Linked DNA regions of Mus musculus: all the other regions are linked to region 3. The links are chromatin contacts, called in public Hi-C and HiChIP or PLAC-seq maps. All regions are on one chromosome and are shown on one strand. The core of a region is the stretch at or near the end of the contact, and the rest is flanking DNA. Distances in the headings are between cores, read along the strand shown. Region 1 overlaps BC052040 (cDNA sequence BC052040). Region 2 overlaps BC052040 (cDNA sequence BC052040). Region 3 overlaps Meis2 (Meis homeobox 2).

The links. Hi-C and Micro-C count contacts between places; a contact is called where the count stands out from the background. HiChIP or PLAC-seq counts read pairs in DNA pulled down with a chosen protein or histone mark.
Region 1: a contact with region 3 is called in a Hi-C map of neural progenitor cells, with 4 times the contacts expected there. The contact joins two enhancer-like sites. A contact is called at or near these places in 11 of 484 Hi-C or Micro-C datasets (the AML12 cell line, the N1E-115 cell line, cerebral cortex and 5 more) and 2 of 115 datasets of contacts at active chromatin or transcription factors (differentiating embryonic stem cells and neural tube).
Region 2: a contact with region 3 is called in an H3K4me3 HiChIP or PLAC-seq map of neural tube, with 3 times the contacts expected there. The contact joins two enhancer-like sites. A contact is called at or near these places in 10 of 39 promoter capture datasets (the 3T3-L1 cell line, 3T3-L1-derived adipocytes, cranial neural crest and 5 more), 2 of 484 Hi-C or Micro-C datasets (3T3-L1-derived adipocytes and neural progenitor cells) and 2 of 115 datasets of contacts at active chromatin or transcription factors (embryonic hindbrain and neural tube).

The regions. Positions count from the first base shown.
Region 1 is chr2:115,686,214-115,689,805 of GRCm38.p6, forward strand. BC052040 (cDNA sequence BC052040) reads left to right here. Exons shown (of 11, transcript NM_207264.4): 9 at 172-237; 10 at 851-956. Among named protein-coding and RNA genes, the nearest start is that of Mir1951, 49 kb to the left of the region's middle. Within about 2 kb of position 2,273, at least 20 of the 459 cell types and tissues checked have an H3K27ac peak or open chromatin away from gene starts, as enhancers often do. A contact at or near this core is called in neural progenitor cells, where this site is marked.
Region 2 is chr2:115,629,255-115,632,934 of GRCm38.p6, forward strand. BC052040 (cDNA sequence BC052040) reads left to right here. Exons shown (of 11, transcript NM_207264.4): 2 at 1,751-1,796; 3 at 2,682-2,746. Among named protein-coding and RNA genes, the nearest start is that of Mir1951, 7.6 kb to the right of the region's middle. Within about 2 kb of position 1,892, at least 10 of the 459 cell types and tissues checked have an H3K27ac peak or open chromatin away from gene starts, as enhancers often do. A contact at or near this core is called in neural tube and second pharyngeal arch cranial neural crest, where this site is marked.
Region 3 is chr2:115,858,139-115,861,762 of GRCm38.p6, forward strand. Meis2 (Meis homeobox 2) reads right to left here. Exons shown (of 12, transcript NM_001159568.1): 12 at 3,126-3,624. Among named protein-coding and RNA genes, the nearest start is that of Gm31590, 53 kb to the left of the region's middle. Within about 2 kb of position 1,358, at least 73 of the 459 cell types and tissues checked have an H3K27ac peak or open chromatin away from gene starts, as enhancers often do. A contact at or near this core is called in neural progenitor cells, neural tube and second pharyngeal arch cranial neural crest, where this site is marked.

The DNA of each region.
Region 1 (3,592 bases), core at 1,023-3,522, 170 kb before region 3:
ATTCAGTTTTGGGAAGAAAATTCATTTATTCTGACATGGCATTGCACGCATAAGAAAGACACGTATGGCTGCATTAGTAATTTTTACACATATTTAAGAAAGAAAAGCAATTATATTGCTGTCTTTTTAATGGAGTGCCTCGATAAATGATAGTGTTTGTTCTTCCTGCAGATGAGGATCAGCTCCGTGCAAAGGGCTATGACAAAACCCCAGACTTCATTTTACAGGTGCCAGTTGGTAAGTGCTTGGATATGCATCTCTGTATAGAAGGGAGTTGGGGTTTGGTTTGGGTTTTGGTTTGGTTTGTTTTTTTGCATGTTATTATTAGCAAATGTTTTCAGAGTAGATTATCTTTATAATACTGTGTTGAAATGAGTAAAGTATTGGAAAAGATGATCTTATATTGTCTCACAGTTGGTTCAGATGAAGCCTATGCCTCAAAACTTCTCCATACACTGAAGGAAGGGGTGAGCATGCCTTCTGAAGGCATTTTTAAAGTTGCCCTTCTCAGTTCATTTCTCTAAATTTTGAATTTTAAAAACACAGCTTTGCCAGATAGCCAGGCACACTTTGGTCTTGACATGTCACTTGTCGAGCCACAGAACAGCGTCATGAGCACTAGGAAAGGGAGTTTTGAGAAATGGGGTGAGGAGAACAGGATGAAACTGTGGCCCCAGCGTGCCTGGTGATGAACTCACACAAACGTGTTGTTTTATAAATTACGCCCACAGTGAGTGGCAGAGGCTAAGCCCCTGCTCATTAATGTGAGGCATAGAGAGGCCAGTACATAGTTGAGGATTTTCAATCTTCCCTCTCCTTCACAATGTATTAGTAATGCTTTGTCCCTTAGCTGTGGAAGGGCACATAATTCACTGGATTGAAAGCAAAGCCTCATTTGGTGATGAATGTAGCCACCACGCCTACCTGCATGGCCAATTCTGGAGCTACTGGAATAGGTAAGGTCCCATTATTTTTCTCTTAAGATAAACGATACTCAAAGGAAGTCTCATTAGAAAAAAAATATTTTGTTTAACTGGTAAAAATGCTAGGAGCCTTTTTTCCCCTAGTAAATACAGACTCTGATTAATGTATTCATTTGAGATAATTTAAACTTCTCTGCTTTCATGATGTTGCTTTATTTTTTAAAACTTAAAAATCTGTGCTTAAGGTCAAAACAAGTATAGCCTATTTCCTGCTTTACAGTGATTACATTAGTGTCACTTAAAATACAGATAACAAGCTGTGGTGCATAATATGGTATAGACACTGGATTTTATCCTTTTGATGTGGAATTTATGCTTCCTTCTAGACCATAAAAATTAATTTATTCACAGTTACCTGAAGACAGTATCCAAACCACATGAAAAATGAAAATGATTTACCTTACAACAGTACCAAACAGTTTATGTATGAATTTCTACAACCATCCTGATGAGATGGAAGTCTCCACAATTAAAGCGGTTCAGGTTGGGGCAGATGTACCAAATACCTGCCCTGTGCCTGGACCTGAAAGTTGTCTCATTTAATTCTTACAAAGAGGTTGCATGTGTGTGTGTGTGTGTGTGTGTGGTGGAGGAGGGTGTGCATGTGTGCATGCATGTCCATAGTATATGGGTTCATGTGACTGTGTGCAGGAGTATATATGTGTTACTGTAGCTTGTCCTGGGGAATCTCATCTCTGCCTTCTGATTGCTAAGATACAGGCAACAATCACGCCTGCCTGGCCTTGATCCCGGTGCCGGGCTTTGGCCTTCCAGTCCTCAGACTTGTGTAGCAACAGTTTCTCAATTGAGGCCTCTCCCCAGCCCAGCAAGTTACTGTTGTCCCCATTGTATAGATAACTAAACTGATACTCAAAGAAAGGAAAGAGTATGTTATCCTGCTGGTTCTCATAGGCTTACGTTGATCCCCTCCTCCCCCATCCCATCCATCTCTAACAGTGTCCTGTCATCTGCAATGCCATGTTGAATCTCTGATTTTTGTTTTTATGATTGTAATTTTCTTTGATTTTTTTTTTAATGATTTCATTCCTGTTCGCACACTCTGTGTTTTCCTCCACAAAAACAAGAAATGGATTGGGGCAACCTTTCTAGATTAGCCGTGCTCTTCTGCCATTGGTCAACAGTAAGAATACAGTAATAAGATGACACATGCCCAGATCATTAAGGAAGGAGATGGTAGCATCTGCAGGCAACAGTGTGGGCTGTGGGTAGGAGGCTATCGAATTTGGCATCATATTGTTACTCAGCTTTACAAAAGGCCAGCAGATCTCGCCCATGGCAGCTGTGCTAAGCTACGCCTACTCTTTGCCATGGTAACAGTGATGATGACAGAGTGCTGAATGTAATGCCCTTCTTGATTTCCTTGTGTAATTGTGCGTAGCACCCAAGCTTTACTTTACAGAGACAGAGGAGGAAAGTGCAAAATGTTTTAGAAATCAATGCTGCCTCAGCGTTTCCTAGGTTTTAGTCGGCCATTATTCAAATTAGCATTAATGTGGCAAATTGAATTTTAGATTTTTAGCGATTTTCTGATGAGTTTGAACTAGTAAAGAAAGCATCCGTTTTGAGACTATAAGGAAAGCAATGACAGGAAAATCAAACCGCCTAAGTTTGGGTTACTCAAGGGTTAAAAACAATTGATCATGTAGATCATGGTGCATTAAGACTGTGTTCCCCTTTTTGGTGCTGGTCACATCTTTTCTGAAGAACAAATAGAAGTTCAATTTCAAATAAGAAAGCTCAATTAAAAATGCCAAAATCACATCTTCATCCTGAAACTACTGAGCACCTACCATACGCCTCCCACACATCAATCAGAGGCACGTCACATGATCTACTAGCCCTATAGGAAACCTGTAGATTATGGACATGGCTCCAGGGAGAATGAGGGGTCAATATTTTAATGTGGTTTCATTACAGCTAAGTGGGATTTTGTTTGGGTTTTGGTGTGTGTGTTGTGTGTGTGTGCGTGTGCGTGTGCGCATGTGTGTAACCTTGGCTGGCCTAGAACTCATAATGTAGGCTTCAAACTCACAAAGATCCACTTGACTCTGCCTCCAGAGTTCTGGGATTTATGGTGCATACCACCATGCTCAGCTTGTCTTGTGTTTTTTGAATATTATTTTGTTTCATTTTTTTATTCTAGTATTTTACATAGAGTATCATTATTTACATACCTAAACATATACTTTGCATTTACATGCACTAAGCAGACACTGTTTATATGGAGCATGTTGTATGATAGGAAATGTTAGCCTTGGTTTTCAGTATTCCAGATCATTCAGGGAATATATATCATACAGGTTGTCACCAATGCCACCAAATGTCTGCAGGGAACCAAAGAAATGCAAACAGTGCCAAAGTGCAGCATGGACCATTGAGACATCACAATCCAAATGGAGGTCAATAAGAATGCAGCAGTCAGAACAGATTTACCAGTGGCCTAGCATTTAGACCCAAGGCAATGTTAGCCATCCATGAATATGTGGAATCCTAATGTTTATTTCTTATCTGTGAACACAGCACACAGAACAGGAAATGAAGTTCTCAGCAATAGTAGACATTCTCTCAAAAGTAGCCTTTCAAAGAGA
Region 2 (3,680 bases), core at 642-3,141, 230 kb before region 3:
TCAGTCTATTTTGTCCTATGAAGAGAGGTCACTTAATCATGGGTAGATAGGAAACATTTTACTTTCTTAGAGTTGTTTCTCAAGATTAGACCATAATTTTGGCATCTTTTTCAGAAGCTTATATCAGTAACCCTACCAAGGTATGTGATTTTCATGTTACATTCTGGCAAACCAGATATGCATGCGCATGCACACACACACACACACACACACACACACACACACACACACACACACACACACAGTTTTTTAAAAGATGATTTCTAATTTTAAAAGGAAATTGAGAAAATTGATTTATAAATTTATAATTGCCCTCAGACATTTCTCGCTAATTTTTGATGTACTGAAGTAGTTCTTTAATTATATATGCACTTTCCATGGTGACTATCTGTAGATCCCCCCAACTCCTATGATGGTCTCAGTCTGTTTGTCTGTCTGTCTCTTTCTATCTTTCTTTCTTTCTTTCTCTGTTCCCCACCTCTGTTTTGATAGTGTTTCACTCTGAAGCCCAGGCTGGGTAGTTAATTGCTATGTAGACCTGAAACTTTTAGCAGTCCTCTTGCCTCAGTTTCCAGAGTACTGGGATTATATTTAAATTATTTTATACATATTTGTATTGAATATGTATGTGGACATGTATGCATGCCATGGCACACATGTGGAGGGTAGACAATGTGAATCTTAGAGATTAAACTCAGGTTGGCAGCACCTTTATTCTCAGAGCCATCTTGATGGCCCTATTAATTTTATTTTTCTTTTCTTTAAAACTGTCTCATTGGTCCTGGTCAGGAGGATCAGAAGCCAGACCCCATGATGATTTCCAGAAGTTGCTGGCAATGGCAGTGAGCAGGCAAACATGGAGTCATTTTTATTTCAAACTCTCTAAACTGGTGACATGCTTGGGTGGGTTCATTCATAAATAAAAAAAGTCAATGTTCACAAGAGCGTTGGCATACTGTGAACGTCAAATTATCTAAATTGCAGTCTCTTTGGTTTGCATTTACCTGAAGGCTGTATCAAAAGTAGTCAGATCTGATAAGGTGCAAGTATCCACCAAGGGCAGTCAGAGGCAGGAGTAGATGCTGGTGACATCTTACAGGAACATTCCATCTCTAAAGCAGACAGTTGTAGAAGCAAACGCCCTATTTGGGAAGAAGGTATCCCTAGTGTTTGGGGCTGTGACATCCTGGGTAAGGATAGCTGTAGTCTCTTGAGAGTGAGTTCTTCTGTAGCCTGCCACATCCTGATGCCTTCTGTTTTCAGAGCTGGCCAGAGAGTGTTCCATTAGCCTCTGTGCTACCTCTAGTTAAGACCAGTGTTTCCCCCCATGAATCTGGGATAGCCAAGGAGATAAACCTGGGAATGCTGACAGTCTGTAAAAAATGTTCTCCCTGCTGTTCCCAGGAGTAACTCACTTGTTTGTGGCCAGAAACCTTTTTCTTGTGGTCCTTTGTAGTATAAAACCCCATTTTATATTACAGATATGATGCAGCCGTCCTGAGGTTGCAGAGAATCCAAATGATATGCCTCCTGCATCAGGACCGGCTCTTCCCCATCCGCTCTTCCTCTCTCCTTGACCTCATGGCAGGAAGCCTTTGTGTGAGGTTCTCATCTGGAACAACTTCTCCACACTTGTTTTCGTGTTCTGTTGGATTACAGGGCAGCGGACCTACCTTTGAAGGTCCTTTCTCTTTTATTTCTTTGCTGTGCACTCCAGTAATTAACTTTGTCCTTCTTTTATTTGTTCCAGTCAATCGCAGGCCACTCTGCTGAGCATCTTCTCCCAGGAGTACCAGGTTAGAAGTTTTCTCCTTTGTGAGGGTTGACAGGTGCCTAATTGAATGATGAATGTCCCTTTATTTCTTTGTAATTGAACTGCCAGCTCTCTGATTGGGCTGGAGGATGGTCTCCTTGCCACATCAAGCAGCGCCTGCGTCTCAGTGGAGGCCTGCCAAGCCTACCCATCCATCTGTCTAATAACATCTAGCCTTTGCTTATTTGGTGGACCTGTAATAAATTATGCTAAAGCATTATTATTCTGACAATAATAATTTCCCCGTGTTGCGTGGCTCCATGTGCTAAATGTTTGCTGACTTGCACTGTCAGTGCCGCTTCCCACTGCTGACAGAGATGATGATAAATGACCACTGCTGGAGTGGCAGAAGGCAAGAGAGGCAGAAAATGGAGTCATTTATCATGAGATGACAGGTGTCAGTCAAGTGGCAAGTCTCTATGGAATTACTTTTTGTAGTTTTCAAATAAGTTGTTTTTAAGCAATGTTCTTCCTGGTTAAATATGGCAATTGGGTTGTAAAGCCCGAGTGCAGAAGACTTAGATGGAATTGAATTGAGGGAAAATTAATACAAAGGTTGGAAGAGGGAACAAGTTTTCCTCTGCCCTCTGCAGCCCGAAGCAAACTTATTTAGATTCAATTACTATGACCCTGGTGGCTTTTACATATAGACTGTACTTGTGGTACAGTCTGAAGACATCCCAGCCAAGCAGGAGATTAAAATGCATAGATGGAGTAGCAGGAAAAGAAATCTTGCCACCACCCAAACCCCCAAGCCATTAGCCATTTGCCCCGTATGCTTGCTACTGGGATGAAGAAATATGTCTTTGCTGTTCTTGACTCTGATCTGTGACACAACATAAAGATGTTTTTTTGTGTTTTGTTTCAGAAACATATTAAAAGAACACATGCCAAACATCACACTCCAGAAGCGATTGAAAGTTACTACCAGAGGTATGACCTGCCTGCCCCACTAGAGGGTATCACAGTACCTATTAATTGCTCTAATTATTATGAATAAATTAGATCATTAAACTGCCTTTCTATACTGTATTAAGACTGTTACTTGAAACTTGTAGTGTGTTTTGTAATGAGTTTTTAAGTGCTTCAGTTGGCATGTGTCAAGAATATGGCGATGGTGTCCATTTAGGTGTGTACACATGACGTATATGAGATGACACTGTTACGGAATCTGACTTAGCTCCTTAACACTTTGAGTAAGTGCACATCTTTTATGGTTACATTTGTTCATGTATACATATGCCTTACATGTATATGTGGCAAGTTTTCAAACCAATTATATACTAACATTTCATTATCATTCAATTGTTGATGGACAACTAGATTGGTTCATTTTCCTTGCTATGGTGAGTAAACAGCAATAAATATAGGGTTCCGATATCTCTATGGTAGGGTCTAGACTTTCTGAGTTTAGGCTGAGGAATGAAAGAATTGGAGCAAATGGTAATTCCATTTTAAATTTTTTGAGAAATCTCCAAACAGACTTGTACAATGTCTGTATTAACTTGTATCCCAGCAAGAGAGTAATAAGCATTCTTTTTTTCTCCACATTTCTCCAACATTTGTTGTCAGATTTCTTGATGAGAGCCATTCTGACTGGGTAAGGTGGTATCTTTTAGAAAGGTCACTGAATTGTATAGATTTTGTGGTCTGGGGTCTGTTTTTATTATTTGCAAGTTACTTTTAAATAATAAAGTTTATACAAGCTTAAAAAAGAATTGAGATTTATTGAAGCTATTGAAATTGGATTTTCTTTTAAAGAGTCATTCACTGTGCCACATGGTGAAAGATCTCTTGTTTTAAGTTAAAGATACTAAAGATATGCACGATGAGTGGATCACCTCCCCACACACATTTTATCTAAAAT
Region 3 (3,624 bases), core at 108-2,607:
TTACTAGGAAGAGCCAGTGGAAGGAGAAACCATCTGTAAGCAGTGTGCCCCTGAGGGTGGCTAGCGAATTGGGACACAGAGGCTGGGGACATGTCAAATATGGCAGATTTTGTGAAAGGGTCTTTCTGAGGTACACTTTAAGGAAAAGGGGTTGGGGCACTGGGAAGAGTCTAGAATCTTTCCGAAATGCACCTCTTTTTCTGGTTGTCCCAGAGCAGATGGGAGTCTCTTGTGCTTGCCTCTGAGAAAGATTAAATGAACACTTCTGTCATTTGAGGGAGGTGGGACACAGAGAGGTGGAAATACTCCAGACAATGGCCTCTGGCCATGGAGGGCTCCCTCCCAGTGCCCGATCCCCTGCGGAACTCTGCTTACCTTTGTAGCTGGTATTTCATCAGAAACCAGTGGAAGGTTCCTGGCTAGACGAAAAAGACCCGGAGAATCAACGTCTCTTGGATCTACTCCGAGGCTAAGAAACATTACAATAAAATTTACAGCGCCTTTAACAACTCGCAAGTAAAGCATTAAAATTCTCTTTAATTGAGAAGATATTGATTTTCAAGTCTAGAAAAAGCGAAATCGTAATTTAGTGGCAAACTTTTAGGCGAGAATATAGCGAGTTATGTCGCCATATAATGGATCCACTCTTAATCCACACACAACGTCACATCTTTAATTGCCCTACTTTGTGAAGTGATAAAGACAAAAAGGTAACCCGATCAAGGCAAATGCTTTATTTAAAAAAGATCTAGAGAAAGGATCTAGAATAATTTTATTTTCCGTTTATGTATAAAAAGAATTGTCTATCTTCTTTTTTTTTTTTTTTTTTGAAGTAGGGGAGAAAGGTCCAATGGGGAGAAAAGAAATAAAAAGAACGGAAAACCACAGACCAGTCTAAAAGCCACTCACGGTAGCAAATCCGTTGATATTCTTTACCGAAGGAGGAACGAAGCCAACGCATTTAGAGCAAATGCATTCACAGGCAAAATTGCATCCTCTGTGAACGAAACAAACCTAGGTCTATTTTGTTACTTTATTCCCGGGTCTTGGGGAGGGGGCGGGGTGTACAGAATCCATTGGTGGATAGAGGAGGGGAAGAAAATCAGACTTTCTGTTATTTCTGTATCGGTTTTTGGTATTATAGAGGAGTGAAGAAGTTTTTGTGTGGTGGTTTTTCATTGATCAGTCACTCTGAGCTAATGTAATTATCCTCATCAATAGGACGCTGCAGAGAGAATCATTATGTGGGTGACATTGATAAATGACCGCCCAGGAACGGCCCTCTCTCGGGCAACCCCCACATCTGACCCTCCCACACACACAATGTAGTCATAGAAACACCTACAAGGACCTAGAGCGCCGCCCAGCCAGAGGCCGGAGAGGGAAGAAAAGCCTCGGGCGGCGAGGTGGGGGCAGGAGAGGGGGCTTGTCCAGATCCCAAACTGTTGCAAGACAAAACCAGCCAGCCCCATGCGGGACAGGCGGAGTGGCGGGAGGGGGGACTATCCCCACGGGGCCCCCCAGCTGCCCAAGCAGAGTTGCCTACAACAAAGTGCAAATCTGCCCTGCAGACCGGTCAGTCCATTCCTCCTCCACACCTTTCTCCCACGTGCGAACTCACTCCAGGCTACCAAGAGATGCTTGGCCAGGCACACCCTGAAGGAGGATTGGCAAAGGAGTTTAAGGGTCAGGCCATCAACTTGCAGACGGCGAATTCTCACGCGCAGCCCCCCTCCCCTGCGTTCAAAACACCTCAAACACACAACAAACAAAACCAAATACCACAAAGGCAGAGACTGGGCGACACCTCCCCTCTGGCGCTCCTGTGTTATTTCCTGAGTGACCCCTTCTTTTCTCTTCACCTCCTAACCCAGAGCCTCTGATTATGAGATAATGGATTTTGTGATTGTTCCTGTCAGGGGGAAAAAAATTCCCCCACCGAACCCCGCGTTTTTATCTTTCCACTGTTTTATTTAAGCCAATGGGAAAGTATTGAGAACGGTAATTGATTCATAATGATCCATAAATCGGTGTCGGAAAGTGGGGGTAGGGCGGTGGTGCGAAGAGAAGGGGGCGATGCTGTTTATTTATTTTATTTCTAAAGCCTCAGCTAAAGTAGCTTTGACACTGTTGGGGCTGGAGGGGAGGGGCCGCTGGGCTCTGCCGGATCATCCATCATTCCTGTCACCCAGAGTCTGCCCGGAGGAGCAGTAGACGCAATCTCCCTTCTGTCTCTACAGCGAAACTATTAATATTAAAACCTCCCTTCAAACACTGCCCCGACGGTCCCCATTCTCATCACGATTTGACCGCAGAGTCCAGCGCTGCACCTTTCTCCAGCCCCGCTGGGACTGCGGGGGGGCTCCCCACGCGCACGACGCCCGAAGTTGATCACTGAAAAAAAAAAAAACAAAAACAAAAACAAAAAAACCACCACGGTTGCTTGTCCCCCTCCATCCGTTTGCAGCAGGTTCGTCCATACAACAAACACACTCGCGACGGGGAGGCCGTCTGCACGCACGACCACAGGCATGATCCTCCTTGTTCTTGGCTTGTGCCACAACTCCCCTGTCCCTGGACCACAGGGTGACCGCTTAGTTCGGGCCACTCGGCCATTTAAACAGCTCGAAAGAGGACCTTCTGGCAAAGTGGAGACTTGTAGCAGAGGTCCAGGTTCCTTATCAAATTGCTGGCCTGCAAGACTAATGGAGAATTTGCGGAGGATCCCTTTGAAGGAAGGACCCTCCTTTTGACAGCTGCTAGAGATATTAGCCACATTTCCCTTCCCGGATCTGCTCCGGGTTAACAGGCCCGCGGGAGTGGGAGGGCCAGCCGGCGAGGAGGACCTTGATGGGCTGGACAGACCCATCTAGGGAGCTGGTGTGGGGGTTCGGGTGCTGACCCGAGGTTAGCGGGGGAGAGGGAGAACAGCGTGGAAGACACAGCCTCTTCTGGACTTTTCTTTCTCTTTTAAATGTGGCTTCTTGCTCAATTCCCAACCCTTAACAGATGGCGACTGCAGCTCTCTCTCGGAATTTCTTGAAGAAAGGGAAACCTTTGGAGTTTATTTCTGCTTTTGCTTTTCCATATAAATAAAAAAGTGTTTTTATATTACTCTTGTTTTGGAGAACATAAGCAATTTTATTCAGACTACAGTATTTCCTTTAACACTATATGGTTGTCAAAACACCATTCCCAGTTTCTTTGCGTTTGACAGCTGAGTCTTTCTTAAATATACCCAAATCGGAACTCTTTATACTAAATAGTAAACCCGAGATAGGAGCAAGCGCCTTCTGAGGTGGTATAAAAAGCACTATAAAAACTGGATAAATTCATCATCCCTCTGTCATAGAATGGGGTGGGGGTGGGGTAAGAAAATACATAGATATTACCACAATTATCACTCATCTCCAAATATCTAAGGTTAAAATTAGCATGATAGGATACAGATTGGCCAAGATACTAAGCTCACGATGAGTCTGTGAATTCAAACGAAGGCTCAACCACTCTGGCTGTACCCTTCCTGGAGTAATAACTCCATAAAATACTTTTTATAAACGTGAGCTTGTGACCAAGGAAACCCTTCAGCAATTACCTTATGGAGAGCAATGAGAGAAAAGCTGC